Regions from separate parts of the Sus scrofa genome. Here all the other regions are linked to region 3. Evidence: chromatin contacts called from public Hi-C data. All regions are on one chromosome and are shown on one strand. The core of a region is the stretch at or near the end of the contact, and the rest is flanking DNA. Distances in the headings are between cores, read along the strand shown.

What was found. A called contact is a pair of places that touch in the nucleus more often than the background predicts.
Region 1: a contact with region 3 is called in a Hi-C map of subcutaneous adipose tissue, with 1.8 times the contacts expected there. The contact joins two enhancer-like sites. A contact is called at or near these places in 2 of 47 Hi-C or Micro-C datasets (heart right ventricle and subcutaneous adipose tissue).
Region 2: a Hi-C map of fetal heart ventricle shows a contact between it and region 3, with 3 times the contacts expected there. The contact joins two enhancer-like sites. A contact is called at or near these places in 7 of 47 Hi-C or Micro-C datasets (embryonic fibroblasts, fetal heart ventricle, heart right ventricle and 4 more) and 1 of 2 datasets of contacts at active chromatin or transcription factors (skeletal muscle).

The regions. Positions count from the first base shown.
Region 1 is chr3:124,149,435-124,153,867 of Sscrofa11.1, reverse strand. No RefSeq gene overlaps it. Among named protein-coding and RNA genes, the nearest start is that of TRIB2, 45 kb to the left of the region's middle. Within about 2 kb of position 1,412, at least 12 of the 83 cell types and tissues checked have an H3K27ac peak or open chromatin away from gene starts, as enhancers often do.
Region 2 is chr3:124,093,112-124,098,070 of Sscrofa11.1, reverse strand. No RefSeq gene overlaps it. Among named protein-coding and RNA genes, the nearest start is that of TRIB2, 100 kb to the left of the region's middle. Within about 2 kb of position 3,215, at least 19 of the 83 cell types and tissues checked have an H3K27ac peak or open chromatin away from gene starts, as enhancers often do.
Region 3 is chr3:123,948,725-123,953,411 of Sscrofa11.1, reverse strand. No RefSeq gene overlaps it. Among named protein-coding and RNA genes, the nearest start is that of TRIB2, 250 kb to the left of the region's middle. Within about 2 kb of position 1,666, at least 2 of the 83 cell types and tissues checked have an H3K27ac peak or open chromatin away from gene starts, as enhancers often do.

The sequences.
Region 1 (4,433 bases), core at 163-2,662, 200 kb before region 3:
TGAATTAGTATGAACCTCACAAATATTCCTGCAAATAGTCATCGTGTTTCCTAGAGGAGGCAATGAAGGTGCATATGGTTTAAGTGACAAGACAGCTAGAGAGGAAGGAGGGCCACCAGAGCCTGAGTTCCCTCTCCAACCAGTGCAAGAGTGAGGGCTACATCTCATGGCTCTGGGACTCAGTGTCCCCACAGGCAAACCAGCAACCGTAACCCCAGTCTACCTCATTCATGGGTCTGTGTGTGTTCTGAGAAAACACAAATGCCATTCATTTCTTACTGACGACAATCCAAGTCTATTTCCATAGTGCAGAAACATGGTCAAATATCAAAGACCTGAATTTAGCAACTCCCAAAATCAAAACAAACCAAATCCCACACAAACTCTGCCTTCTCCTTGGAACAAGGTCGCAGTATGAAGCCCAGAGGTGACCTGGGATTCCATCCAGTGGGACCCACGAGGGGAGAAACAAACCTTACCTTTGCAGTTTTGCTGTGGTTTGAGACTCCATTTGCAAAGAGAAATTACTTATGAAGGAGGAGAAACATTTTTCTGGTGGATGCAAAAACTGGAGACAAAACAGGGAAAAAAAATCATAGATTTGAAAAGCTTACAAAAATAACAAATGAATAATTTACAGCTTTTCCATCATTTATTGAAAAACATTGGAACATGTTCTTACTCAATGCAGCTCTTGGGTTTTCTTCCTGCAGCTATTACTCACTTAGTCATCTTCATTTATTTTATTTTCTTTTTCTTTTTTTTGTAAAGACATTTATTTGGTGACTGTTGCTCCTGGCTTTTCACAAGACACCATCTGAGCACCACCTGGATGTCCTTGCCACCCAAGCTTTCACCCCTCGGTGATGGTGTCTATTTGCCTCTGCATCGCTCCCAGCTGCTCCCTAGTCATCACAAACACTGTCTCTGAGAAGCGCCTCCCTCCCCCCACTGCTGTCTCTAACCCCCCAAGGGAAGCATGGGAGAATCCCAAGCCACAGAGGATCATTCATTCACCTTTAATATTACCCTTTGAAAATTCCCAGGTCTTATTCCTCTGATCCAGAGCGCCCTGCCCCTTGCATCCATTGGTCCTTGTCATTTCCATTAGGGTTGCTAGGTTTAGCAAATAAAAATACACGATACCCAGTTCAAGTGGAATCTCGGACACATTGTTTTAAAAAGTATCACTATAAGTATGTCCCGTCCATACTTAGAATATTATGCTTGAGGGAGAAGCAGAGCCGGAATCACTCTTTCCATTCTACAGAGAAGAAAACTGAGAGCCACAAGGGTAAACAAAATTGTCCAAGATTCCACAGCCCGGAAGTGATACGGCTGGAAGTCGAACCAGGTTGGCTGACCTCAAAGCCCTGGCTTTCTCCATGGCAGCAGACTGCCTCTGTTAAAGGTAACAGCGTGTCTATGGTACTTGACAGCTTGCAAAACACTTTCAGATGCATGATCTTAATGAACCGTTGTGGGAACTCTTTTAAGATAGGTGCTACTTTTCATTGTTCTAAGACACTTTTCCCCCCTTTCTAACACTTTAACACCTCTGATTGCAGGATGTATTTCATTGTCAATAGTGTGTCAGTCTAATTGGAGCATTTTTTTCCCCTTCTTGGAAGGGCTTAAATAATGGCATCTTGGATTCAATTAAACACAACATTATTATGTATTTCCTCAGAGAAGTCTGGCCTCTAGCCGGAGGTGGCAGACACGGCAATTAAACCTGCCTTCCTGACCTTCTACCACCCTCGTGTTGAAAAGAAATCACACAGGCTTTCTCCCCATGACACACAATGGAGCCAGGGTGGGTTCAGTGAACTTTGCCAGATATCAGACTTATAGCGGGAGGGTGGAGGCGGCGTGTGCTGGGTCTTTGGTAAATTTCCCCGTGAGCTTAGCGCTTCAAGAGTAGGCAGGTGAGATGAAGACAGATCTGGCAAGGGACGGCTTCCTCATTTTTGTTTAAATCGTCCTGGGGATCTACACAGAGAAGAACACAGCTCCCTGCAATGTCATACAAGTGAAAGATTCGAAGAAACGGGAGACAGAAGCTGGCCTCGGTAAAGTCATCGGGCGCCGGGCTGTGCCAGCTGGAGAGCACTGCTGACGAGGCGCACAGGCTGCCTGCGCCAAGCCTGGGTCCCGGCCCAAGAACCTAATGACTCAGGCAGCATCGCCACCACCGCTTCCCTGCGGAGCCTCAGTCTACAGTCTAGACGGAGCTGGAGGCGCTCATTCTTGACATGGGGCCCACATTTCCCAGCGTGTATTCACAGAATCTCCTTCCAAGTGTTGTATTCTTGGGCTCAGAACAGCGAAAATCAGGAGGGAACCTTCATTAGAAAAGAGAAACACATTGTACGGGAAAGAGGAGGAGGAGGAGAAAAATGATGCATCGATGGCAGGCAGACAGGCCTGAGGTTGAGCTGATCTACACTGTTAGAGTTTAAAGGACAGCGAGCATCTGCCTGAAAGATGATCTTTTCCAAAGAGATGATTTGAAGGCTATGGAATTGAAGGTTCTGCCTTTAAAGAAAAAGAGCTTGTAACTGGAGGTTCATATGGATCGAATGTACAGCACGATGAGTGTGGTTAACAATACTATTTGGCATCCTCCAAAGTTGCAAAGGGAGGGAAATTTCAAATTTCTCACCACACACACACACACACACACACACACACACACACACACAAGGGGTAACTTTGTGAGTGATGGATATGCTAATTTTATTGTGGCAATCTTTTTGCACTATATACGCATATCAAATCATCTCACTGTACGCCTTAAACTTTTTCACTGTTACATTTCCTGCCCCCTCATGCTTTTTTTCTTTTCCTTTTTTTTTTTTAAGGGCCCTACCTGAGGCCCATAGAAGTTCCCGGGCTAGGGGTTGAATCAGAATGGCAGGTGTTGGCCAATGCCACAACCACAGCAATGTGGGTTCTGAGCTGCATCTGTGACTTACGCTGCAGCTTTCGGCAAGTCTGGATCCTTAACCCACTGAGTGAGGCCAGGGATGGAACCTGTATCCTCCTGGAAACTATAGGGTTCTTAACCATTGGAGCCACAGCAGGAACTCCCAACATTATATTTCAGTTATAGCTCAATGAAGCTGGAGGGTATAAATGTGAAAAAGAGTTTCTTCTCATCAGAAGCCTAGCCTATCTGCAGATTGCCTGCTAGGTTGATGACTATCAAATGAATTTCACTTCCCCAGGCTCGCTGTGATAAATCACATCTCTTAAACCTCCAACAAGCCTAGGGAGTCAATGTCAATGTTTTCATTCTGGAGACAAAGAAACAGAGGTTCCAAGGTCTCAGTGACTTTGTTCAGGTTCACAGACTATTCGTGGCAGAGTTGGGAAAAAATGAGCCCAGATCCTGTGGCTCCAGGGGCTGTGTTCTTTTTACTCCCTGCGCCCATAGCCACTGGCACTTCAGTGAATAAGAGCAGAGATGTGGACTTCTCGTGTGGCTCACAAATAAGAGCAGAGATCAAATTTGCTTGGACAAACTTGGGAGAAAGTTGGGGAGGGTTAGGCAGAGTGGAAGGAGAGTGATAGAGTCTAAAATGGGCTTAAGAACTTATCTTGAGCGAGTTCCCATTGTGGCTCAGCAGTAACAACCTAACCAGCAACCATGAGGATATGAGTTTGATCCCTGGCCTCGCTCAGTGGGTTAAGGATCTGGCATTGCTGTGAACTGTGGTGTAGGTTGTAGACATGGCTCAGATCCTGTGTTGCTGTGGCTGTGGTGTAGGCCAGCAACTACAGCTCCAATTCAACCCCTAGCCTGGGAACATCCATATGCCTCCCCCCACCCCCCAAAAAAAGCAACAGCAACAACAACAACAATTTATCTTGTGTCCTGGAGATACTGACCTGATAGAGTCATTAAAATATCTGAGGAGGACAGAGGAGAGGTTAGCATCAGGAAAGCCATTGCAGTAACAGAGTCTTACTGTAGGAAGGTAAAGGCTTAGACTAGGAAGGCGGTATTGGAACAAAAGACCTTTTAAGATGAATTAGGGGGTTATGAGGATTATTACCTCCTTACTCCAAGAATTTTGATGCAAGAAAAACAAAACAAAACAAAAAACCTTAATGTGCAGCCAAAGTTGCTCAAAATAGTGTAATGAAAAGAGGATGAAGGATCTTTGGACGCATATATGACCTGGTTGAATCCAGGCTGTATCACCTATTGATTTTTGACCTGAGGCAGGGTATCCAAACTTCCTGAGTATCTATTTCCCCATCTGTAGAATAAAGATGGTATTACTGCTCTCAGAAGACCACCGGTGACCACTCTCTTAAAGCTGATTGGTTCACTGTGCTGTGGGCTCCCTGATTGGTTCACTCTTCCTTGGTTCACTCTGCTCCCTGATTGGTTCACTCTCCCCGTGGACTTCCTGAATCTGGCA
Region 2 (4,959 bases), core at 1,966-4,465, 140 kb before region 3:
AGGTAGACACGATATTTTAAAAGAGAGACCTATGTAACAGTGTGTGACAACGTCTTCCCTAAATATGGTTAGCATTGACCATTTGCAGTAAGACTTAAGTTCTCCCAGCATGTGCTTATAACATTTCATAAATGCATAGATGTCCTGGATATTCGATGGAGGCAGATCACACCTGGTTGTGCTTTTTTATTTTATTAGTAAAATATCTACATGATAAGCACTGTCAACCCCTACCTTGTCCCAGATTCCTCCAGCTGGCGTCATTCTTTACTGTACTGAGTTCCTGAGCCAATTCTCCTTCTTCCTCTTTTTTAAATCTTTTTTTTTTTCTTTTGTGGCCACACTTGCAGCATGAGGAAGCTCCCAGGCCAGGGATCGAACCCATGCCATGGTAGCCAAGCCACTGCAGTGACAACATAGGATCCTTAATTGGCTGAGCCACAGGATAACTTCTCCTAAGACAATTCTGAGCTACAATAGAAAAGATTTTAGAAGTCCTCCTCTGGTGGTAGGGAGTGAGGTGGGGACCTACTGAAATGAGATCTGATGATTTTCGTTGTGCCATTTCCATACCCCAGGAGGTGCCAATTCCACATCCAGGATGCGCCATTTCTACTCCCAGGAGGTACCATTTCCATTCCCAGGAGGTGCCATTTCCACATCCAGGATGCGCCATTTCTACTCCCAGGAGGTACCATTTCCATTCCCAGGAGGTGCCATTTCCACACCCAGGATGTGCCATTTCCATACCCAGGAGGTGCCATTTCTATACCCAGGAGGTACCATTTCCATTCCCAGGAGGTGCCATTTCCACACCCAGGGTGGGCCATTTCTATACCCAGGAGGTGCCATTTCCATTCCCAGGAGGTGCCTTGGTCTCATGGAGCTTCAGGGATACGCATCACCAGTGCCATCCCCATCCTCCCTCTCCTGCCTCCTCCTTCTTCTCCTACCACTTTATCGCCAAGCTCTCCACCCACAATAGCACCATGACCAATCTTCAAACCAACTCTATGAGACAGAAATGATCATCCCTACTTTCCAGATGAGACAACTGCGACATAGGGAGTTTACATAACTGGCCTGAGATCCATGGCCTCATCCATGACATGGGTGGAATTCAAACCCAGGCCTGCCTACCTGCAAAGTCCAAGGCCTTGAGCACTATCTAAACCCCAGATTGTTCTCATGCCCTTGGCCTCCCAGCGCCTTGCCATGGCTTACATTCCAGGTCAGACACCGCTCACCACCACTGCCTCCATCGCTGAGGGTTGGTGTCTCTCAAACCACATCTTTGATGGCTTGGACTTCCCCTGAGGCCCCACTGGGGCCACTGTCATGGCCACTTCAGCTTGCTCACCCCTCATCCTACTCCATTTAGGTTTTCTAATCCTTTATTCCCATTTACTAGAACCCACTTGTAGCTGAAGTCCTGGAATGCCATATACCCAAACACCTCAGAGTTCAGAACTTCTCAGGAATCATTCTCTCTATTAAAACAATGTTAGCCCTGACTAATTTGTAATAAAGCTCTTCCTTCATCATACATTGGTTCACTAAGAAGCTACCTTCTTGAGTTAATCCCCGCCCCCATCTACCACTGGCATCTCAGAAGCTCCACCCACTAAAGACCGACTTACCTGTGAGCCCTTGGAAGCAGCTGGGGGCACCTGGTGGTGCCCAAGACAGACAGACAGTCCCTTCTCTGTCTCCTGGTGTGCTTCATTCTAAACTCCGCTGCACGTGATTCTGAGATCTGACCTACAACTGCTGCTGATGCCTTTGGATTTCGGGTCCTGTACTTGGGAACAGGTCACCTCTCTCTTCCTCTTGTTCTGAGCCTCTCACAATGTTAAGAAAAAATGCTAGCCCTGAAGCTGGTCATTTTGCAATGAGATGACTGCCTTGCCACAGCTCAGTCCCCTCCTGCAAAGGAGTACTCTTTTTTTTTGTTTTTTGTTTTTTGTTTTTTTGTTTTTTTTTTTTTTGCTTTTTGCTTTTTGGGGCCTAGGGGTGGAGTTGGAGCTGCAGCTGCTGGCCTACACCATGGCACAGCAATGCAGGATCCAAGCTGCATCTACACCACAGCTTATAGCAACATCGGATTCTTTAACCCACTAAGTGAGGCCAGGGATTAAACCTTCATCTTCACGGATACTAGTTGAGTTCTTAACCCCGCTGAGCCACAACAGGAACTCCATTTTTTCATGACAGAGGAAATCGAAAATTTCTCATTTCTGCCACCCACCAGCCAACACCTCTGAGACCTGCTCACCTACCCTTGAATCAAATACCTGAGGTTCTGGCAAACCACAGGTATCTGACTTCCCAAACCACCATAAATAAAGCCATCGTACCACAAGGACAGGCGTTTAAATAAGTCTATGTGTCCAGATGAAGTTATGCGTATTTCCCAATCCCTTTCTGTTTCATTGGTTTCCAAATAATTCTTTCCACTTGTTGACTCCATATGGAGATGCGAGGAAAGATATAAAACCCTTCTGCAATGTGGCAGAGACAGGCTGGCTCCCAAAGTCCCAGATCTCAAACCTGAGGACGGTTAAGGGAAAGCCCAGGGTTCTCTGGAACAGGACGGGGCGGGAGTTGGGGGGAGGGCAAACCGGAGGCCGGGATGGGGGGCTTTGCTCTGTTGGTCCCGGGCGGAGTTGTCGTCCGCAACTCTTTCTACCTCTCTGGGTTCTCTCAGCATTCTTATTTACAAAACAAAATGACTTCTCTAGGTCCTTTCCAGAATCATGATGTGAAGGAAAAAGTCAAATGTGGGGCTGCTGCTTTCTGCTGGTGCAGCCCGGTGGTTAGAAAGAGGAAGGGAGACCAAGAATCTCCCAGGTGGAGGCAGCAGGGAAAATTAGGCACACACCTGCGAGGGTTGGTTCCGGGAACTCTCGCGGGATTTGGGAGAGGCGGGCCTTAAGGGGAGGGGGCGTTGATTAACTCACTCTTCTCGGATTCCTCAGAAGCCAGTTCCCTGAAGGAGAAGTGAGTCATTCGCTTCCTTTCTTTGCGGGTCTACACTCCTTCCAAGATGTTTACAGAGACTTCAAGGGGTGAACCGAGTTATTAAAAGAGTAGCAATTAGGGTGGCCCATCCCAGCAATTTAAAGTTTCCTGTCTAAGGAAGCTTGGGGGGTGGAGGGAGAAAGGCGTCTTGCCTCCGGACTGGACCTCTCCACGATTTCCAGTTCTGCGTACAGAAGCAGGAGGGAAGACGGAAAGCTGGCCTAAAGTCCCAGCTCCCTGGGGGACCCAGATGTTCCAGAGGTTGGGTCCCCTCCTCCAAGAAATGTCTTCTGCTTGCTTCCCTCTTTGGGGAATCCTGGCTCAGCTGGCAAAGCCCTTGGGCATCTTGAGCCTGCCTCCCCAAATTAAGCCGTGTTGGAAGCCGCCTGATAAATCACTCTTTGCACCTTGGCCGCCCTGGGGCTTAGGGAGGGAGGCAGCCGGGTGATTTACAGCTGCTGTCTGGGAGGGCTTTTCCAAAGGGCCAGCTCAGCCCAGGCAGTCATCTCTGGCAGAAGGAGCATTTTGTTCAAGCCGATGCTCAGGGGAGGAAATAGGATGGCTTTGTTCAAAACTTGTTGGCCGTCCCTCCCTCCAGCCGGCTGGAATCTCCAACTTCATTACTTCCATCCAACTTGAGCCCAAGAGATGAGGTCCAGAAGCGTGGTTTGTCCCCACAGACCCGCAGGAACCCCACGAGGGAGCAGAGCGCTTGCCTTCGAGCGGAAGTGACGTAGTGCCCGGCAGGCCCTCGGACTTGACTTTGGTCCTGGATTCCCAGAACCCCAAGGGGCCCATCCAGGAAACCGCCCCTGTTTCTGGCCTTTTCTGCCCCCCACCCCGGACCCCGGGGGATTTCAGTGCCTTTATTGTTTTCCACAGTTGCTGTTGGAAGTCAGGTGCCCAGGGCCAGCTTGAAAACAGGCTGCTTCCAAAAAGCTTCACTTTTTACCAGCAGTGTGGTGCGGTGGAGAGATCCAGGGCCTGGTGTGGAGGCAGCTTTTTATTCCAATTCTAGTTTATTGTCCTGTGAGAGGTTCATTGACCTCCTCAAGCAGCAATTCTTCACCTCCAAAATCAGAATGAGATCTTTGAGAAATTGCTTTGCATTAAACCTAACGTAGCTGGGCAAACGAGTACATTCAAATAAAATACACGTGTGTATGTATATTTAAAAATTTGGTTGCTTGTTTTCTGCTTTGTTTTTGTCTTGCTTCCCCCCCCTCCCCCCGCTCACAGTTTTTCAACCTACATTTATATGGAACCCAAAAGGAATGCTTAAAAATACAAGAGTTATAATTTAGTACAAGCTTGCTAAAAATTACTTTCTCAAAGCCAGATTTGACTAGATACTTTTAGCTACACACAACTCAGAAGGTAAGAGTTAATGGAGATGTTATGAGGAGTGAGACTTTGCTGCAGGCCACAGAGCATGAAGAATAAGTGAGTTTTTCATGTACAGAGAGCATAGGTTTTTAATCTCTGGGGTGAGAAATCTCCAGGGAATGTTGAATGCTGAAAGGGAAACGACAGGCTATTTGAAACAGAAAAATGTGTTCGCTTTTGTTCCCCATAATGGAGCGTCTCCCTTCTGAGGAAACCGGGAACTCACGTTTTTCAGGAAGTGTGCTGCATTTATTGTGAAGTATAGATCTCCTGCCTCCCACTCTGCATTTTCTTACAGCTCCTTGTCCATGCTAATATTCTAAGTGCAAAAGCATGCAGTTTTATTAACCAGAAATATAAATTGTTCCTTTTTTCCTTCATTCGTCTTTCTTTTCTTTTTCCTTCCTTCCTCCCTCCCTCCATCCCTTCCTTCCTTCCTCCCTTCCTTTCATTCTGTCATGGTTCTGGGATCTGGTTTAAAGCATGACAAGTGTGTCTGATCTGGTGCCTATATTTAAATCTCATCCCAGAGACTTATCTGGGATAGTTATG
Region 3 (4,687 bases), core at 417-2,916:
ACTTTGCTGGATTGTTAGGAAGATCAGCACTTGTGTACAGCAAGGGGGACTGGCTCCATCACACAGATGTGGCAACAGACTCAGAGACATGGCTTAGCTCCCAGACTCAGCGGTAGGACCAGGATTCTCTCGCAGAGCTCCCCAAATCGGGTTCATTTCTCCCACTTGCGGCATGCTGTGCCGGGAGGAGTCTGATCCCCTCACCCCCCAGGAAGCCGGTCCCCTCTCTGCCTCTCTACAGCCTTCACCTGCAATCCCAGTTCCCCACGAGAAGAGCGAGCCCCGCCATCAGAAGGAGCACGGCCAGATAACGTTGCCGACCACATTCTCAGTGTGACGCCGACATTTTCTCCTCCTCCTCGTGGTGACCAAACTCCGCGTACATCCTAGACCCCCATTCACCTGTCATCGCCACGCGTTTGCTCCTCCGCTTCCCTGGACCTTGGCGTCCCTCCTCCCCAGCTCCCAGATGACACCTCTGGAGACCCAATGACCTTTCCTTTCTTCAGAACTTCTCCCAAACACGCTTTTCCTCCACCAACAGCTCCCTGGGCTCAACAACCAGGTTTAATCACCACATCCTTTGAATTTTAACAGCATTTGTCTCTCCCTCTTTTATACACTTACTACGTGTTGCTTCCATCTGAGGCCTCGATTGAACTGACACCTTACCAGCATTTTAGACGACAAGCTCCTTAAAAGCTGAGGTTATTTTTTATATCTTTCTGTTGGCCACTTCTGCGGACTCTTCCACACCTGTCTCTGAAACTCCTAAAGGTTTATCATATCATTACTTTTCCAGATTATGATATGTTCTGATAGGCTCCTAAAAGGATGAATAACCTTTTTTTATTCTATGAATCTTTTTTTTTAACCTTTATTGAGGTATATTTGACAGACAAAATTATATTCGAGGTTTACAATGTGATGCTGTGATTCCCATCAAGCTGATCACCACCCCATCTGCTCTCATAGGCATCTCTTTTAATTTTATTATAAGGACAACATAGAGTATACTCCCTTAGGGAATTTCAGTTGTACAACTAAGTCACTGTGTTTTACATGAGATCTTCAGACCTTACCCATCTTGTATGCGAAAGTTGGGACCTTTTTGCCAGCCCCTCCTATTATTTCCACACCCCCCACCAGCCCCCGGAAACCACCATTTTATTCTATGAGTTCGACTTTTTAACAAAAAAATCAGATTGCACATATAAGTGAGATCATATAGTATTTGTTTTTCTCTGTCTGGCTTATTTCACTTAACCTAATGCCCACTTTGTCACAAATGGTAAGGTTTTCTTCTATTTTCAGGATGAATACTAAAATGGTATAAAGTAGCATATATGTATGTATATATATATATCTTTTTTAATGGAGAAAGACTGATATCTATTTCAGATAATATTTTGATATCATTATAAAACAGAGATTGGTTGAGATTTGTTTAGATGAAAATTTCGATATTATTCCTCCACAGTCAAGACGAGGGTTTCTCAACCTTAACCATACTGACGTTTGTGGTCTGTGTTATTTGTCACCGAGGCAACCCTGTACATTGCATGAGGCTTAACAGCATCCCCGGCCTCTACTCACTAGATGCCAGCACTGAGTTGTGATAAGCAGAAATGTCCCTGGCACTGTCAGTTGTTCTCAAGGAGGCACAGTCAGTCCCGTTGAGAACACCGGAGTAAAATAAAATTCTGTGGATGCCAGAGTTGATGCTACATGCTTTCACATACACAGTTTAAATAAATTTGTTTATTAATTCTAACAGTTTTTGGTGGAGTCTTTGAGGTTTTTTTAGGTGTAATATGACATTATCAGTAAATAGAGATAAGTTATTTGTTCCTTTTCAATGTGGATGCCTTACATCTTTTTCTATCCCAATTGCTCTGACTAGGGCTTCCAGGACTCTGTTGAATAAAAGTGTCACAGGCGGGCATCCTTGCCTTATTCCTGATCTTAGAGGAAAAGCTTTTAGCTTTTCACCAGGGAGTAAGATGAGGTGTGGGCTTGTGATGGATGACTCTTACTAATCCCTTTTCTCAATAAATACTTGCTGAGACACACAGGACTGGAAGTTCTAGTAACAAAGAATGATAATATAATGGATGTGCAAAGTACAGAGGCAGCACGGAGGCTGGAGGACAAATTATACTCAAGAAGGAGGACCTTCCAAGGGAATTTCCCCGGAATGAATGGCATCTGAGCAGAGTTCTGAGCGCAGGATGTGCGGGAACAAGAAATGAGAAGAGGACATCCCACCAAGAGCAACTCAACTCACTCCCCCCCAAAATTATTTTCTATTTACTATGTGACTTAGCACAGAACTCTTTGCTGGATTTAAAATAGTTAACGAGACCACGCTGGTCACCAAGGTGTGAAACACACTGCAATGACAGGCAGGGTGAAAGACTGAACATCTTTTTAAACACCTTGTGCGTCATTTCTCACATATAAAATATGAATCATAATCATGATGATAAAAATACCTAATTCACAGCATTACGAGTAAGGTCAAGAAGATAAAAGGCAGGAAAGAGATCATAGACTTCAAAATTATCTCTAACTACCAGTTCTTCTCAGCCCACAGAGAATGGCTCTCATTGACACAGGACGCTTAATTTCCTTTAATTGCATATATCTCACACATGATACTCTTAAAAACCAAAGAAATCATTATGTAAGACGTGTGGTGGGTTCTGTGAGGAATCAGCAGGAAAATGAAATTATGAACCTGGTGTAAGAAGCTGAAAGATGAACGACCTGATAGGTTCTGGGGCTGTCTTTAGCCAAGGTGGGAATCGCATTTGGGTAGTAATTAATTACAGGTGCCCCAACATTTTCATTTGTTATGATTCACTTGGCTTGGGTGATCCATCTTAGATGTCAGCTCCAGGAGATAGGTGGAATTTTCAGTCTGCAATGGGAATTATTTCGGTATTAATCAACCCTTAGTGGTTCTCAGGTGACGGTTTTCCCGGGTACCAAGTCTTGAAGCTTGGTTAGCAATCCGGAACTTTTACGGAACCTCCACAGTTGCAAAAGGAAAATCATGAATTATTTCATAAAAGTTGAACCTGGTGCTAAGACTAAAGTATCCCTTCCTTGGTTTTGAAACAAACAAACAAAGGAAAAGTTGACGTAATCATGTGAAATAACCTCTGGCTGCCTCTGCTCCTTGGCTCACATCCTTCCAGAAAGAGACACTGGCTTCCTTACTTTCCCCCCATAGGTGAGGCATCCCCTCCCTTGGACAGTCTGCACTTGCTGTTCCTTTTGCCTGGAATGCCCTTCCTACTTGTACCCTTTATGTACCTGAGATCCCTTCTTGCCAAGATATTAGCATAGAAGGCCCGGCCCCCTTTGAGGCCTTCCTGTCCCTCCACTACCTTCCTTCTGTCTCCGTAGCACTTTCCCCCTATCTGACGAACCATATTATTTCACTCGCTGTTGTTCATGGCCCCTCTCCTCCCATCAGTACACACGTGTGGGGAGGCAGGGCTTCTGTCTACCTGTTTCCTGCTGCATCCCTGGAAATACAGAGTGCACGCCACATGGAAGCCACAGGCCACAGAATGTTCCAGGAAATGAATGAATCCTCACATATAAAGGTTTTTCCATGCTATCAAAATATTTCTTTTTTAATTTTTTTTTTTTTTTGTCTTTTTAGGGCTGCACCCACGCCACATGGAGGTTCCCAGGCTAGGGGTCAAAATGCGGCTGTAGCTGCTGGCCTACATTGCAGCCACAGCACTGAGATTTGAGCCACATCTGCGACCTACACCATAGCTCATGGCAATGCTGGATCCTTAACCCACTGAGCGAGGCCAGGGATCAAACCTGCATCCTCATGGATGCTAGTCAGATTGGTTTCTGCTAAGCCATGATGAGAACTCCCCTTTTAAAAAAAAAAATTATCTGGGTATAATTGATTTACAATGTTGTGCCAATTTCTGCTGTACAGCAAAGGGACCCAGCCATACATACACGTACTTTCCTTTCCTTATATTATCTTTCATCATGGTCTCGCCCAAGAGACTGGACACAGTTTCCTGTGCTACACAGTAGGGCATCATTGCTGCTTATCCATTCTCAGTGGAATAGTTTTCATCTCCCAACCCCAAACTCCCTGTCCATCCCACTTCCTCCCCATTATTAAAATATTTCAATGTTGTAAAAATTAAAAATCTCCATGATACTTCTGATATTCAGCATACCCATAACCTGCTAAGAACACAAATACTTAAATTTCCAAGAAGTTATTATTTAAAATTTGGAAGCTTCATTGTTTACTTTAAGATTTAGGTTTGCCTTTAAAATGCAAAATATCCCTAAGGAAAATAAAACTTGAGGATGGGTGGATCAAAATCACTACCCTTTATAACAGAATAAAAGGAAACAGAGTCACTTTGCTCCTCTGTCAACCTGGCACCTTGGGGACACCTAAGAAAGATTTTGCCTATGCTGAGACCTAGAAGGCTGACCTTAATCTGTAACGTTCATGTGGCTGAGAGTCTAGTTGCTTTGGAGTGTACTGAGCATTGAGGAGACACTACTGGAATCAGAAAAGCTGGTCTTTAATACAGTTGCTGCCTTTAGTTCTCTGAATACTAGCCAGGTAACCTTTTCTCTCTGAGCCTCAGTATCTCTCCCATAAAAGAGGGGCTGGGTGAGAGGGGCA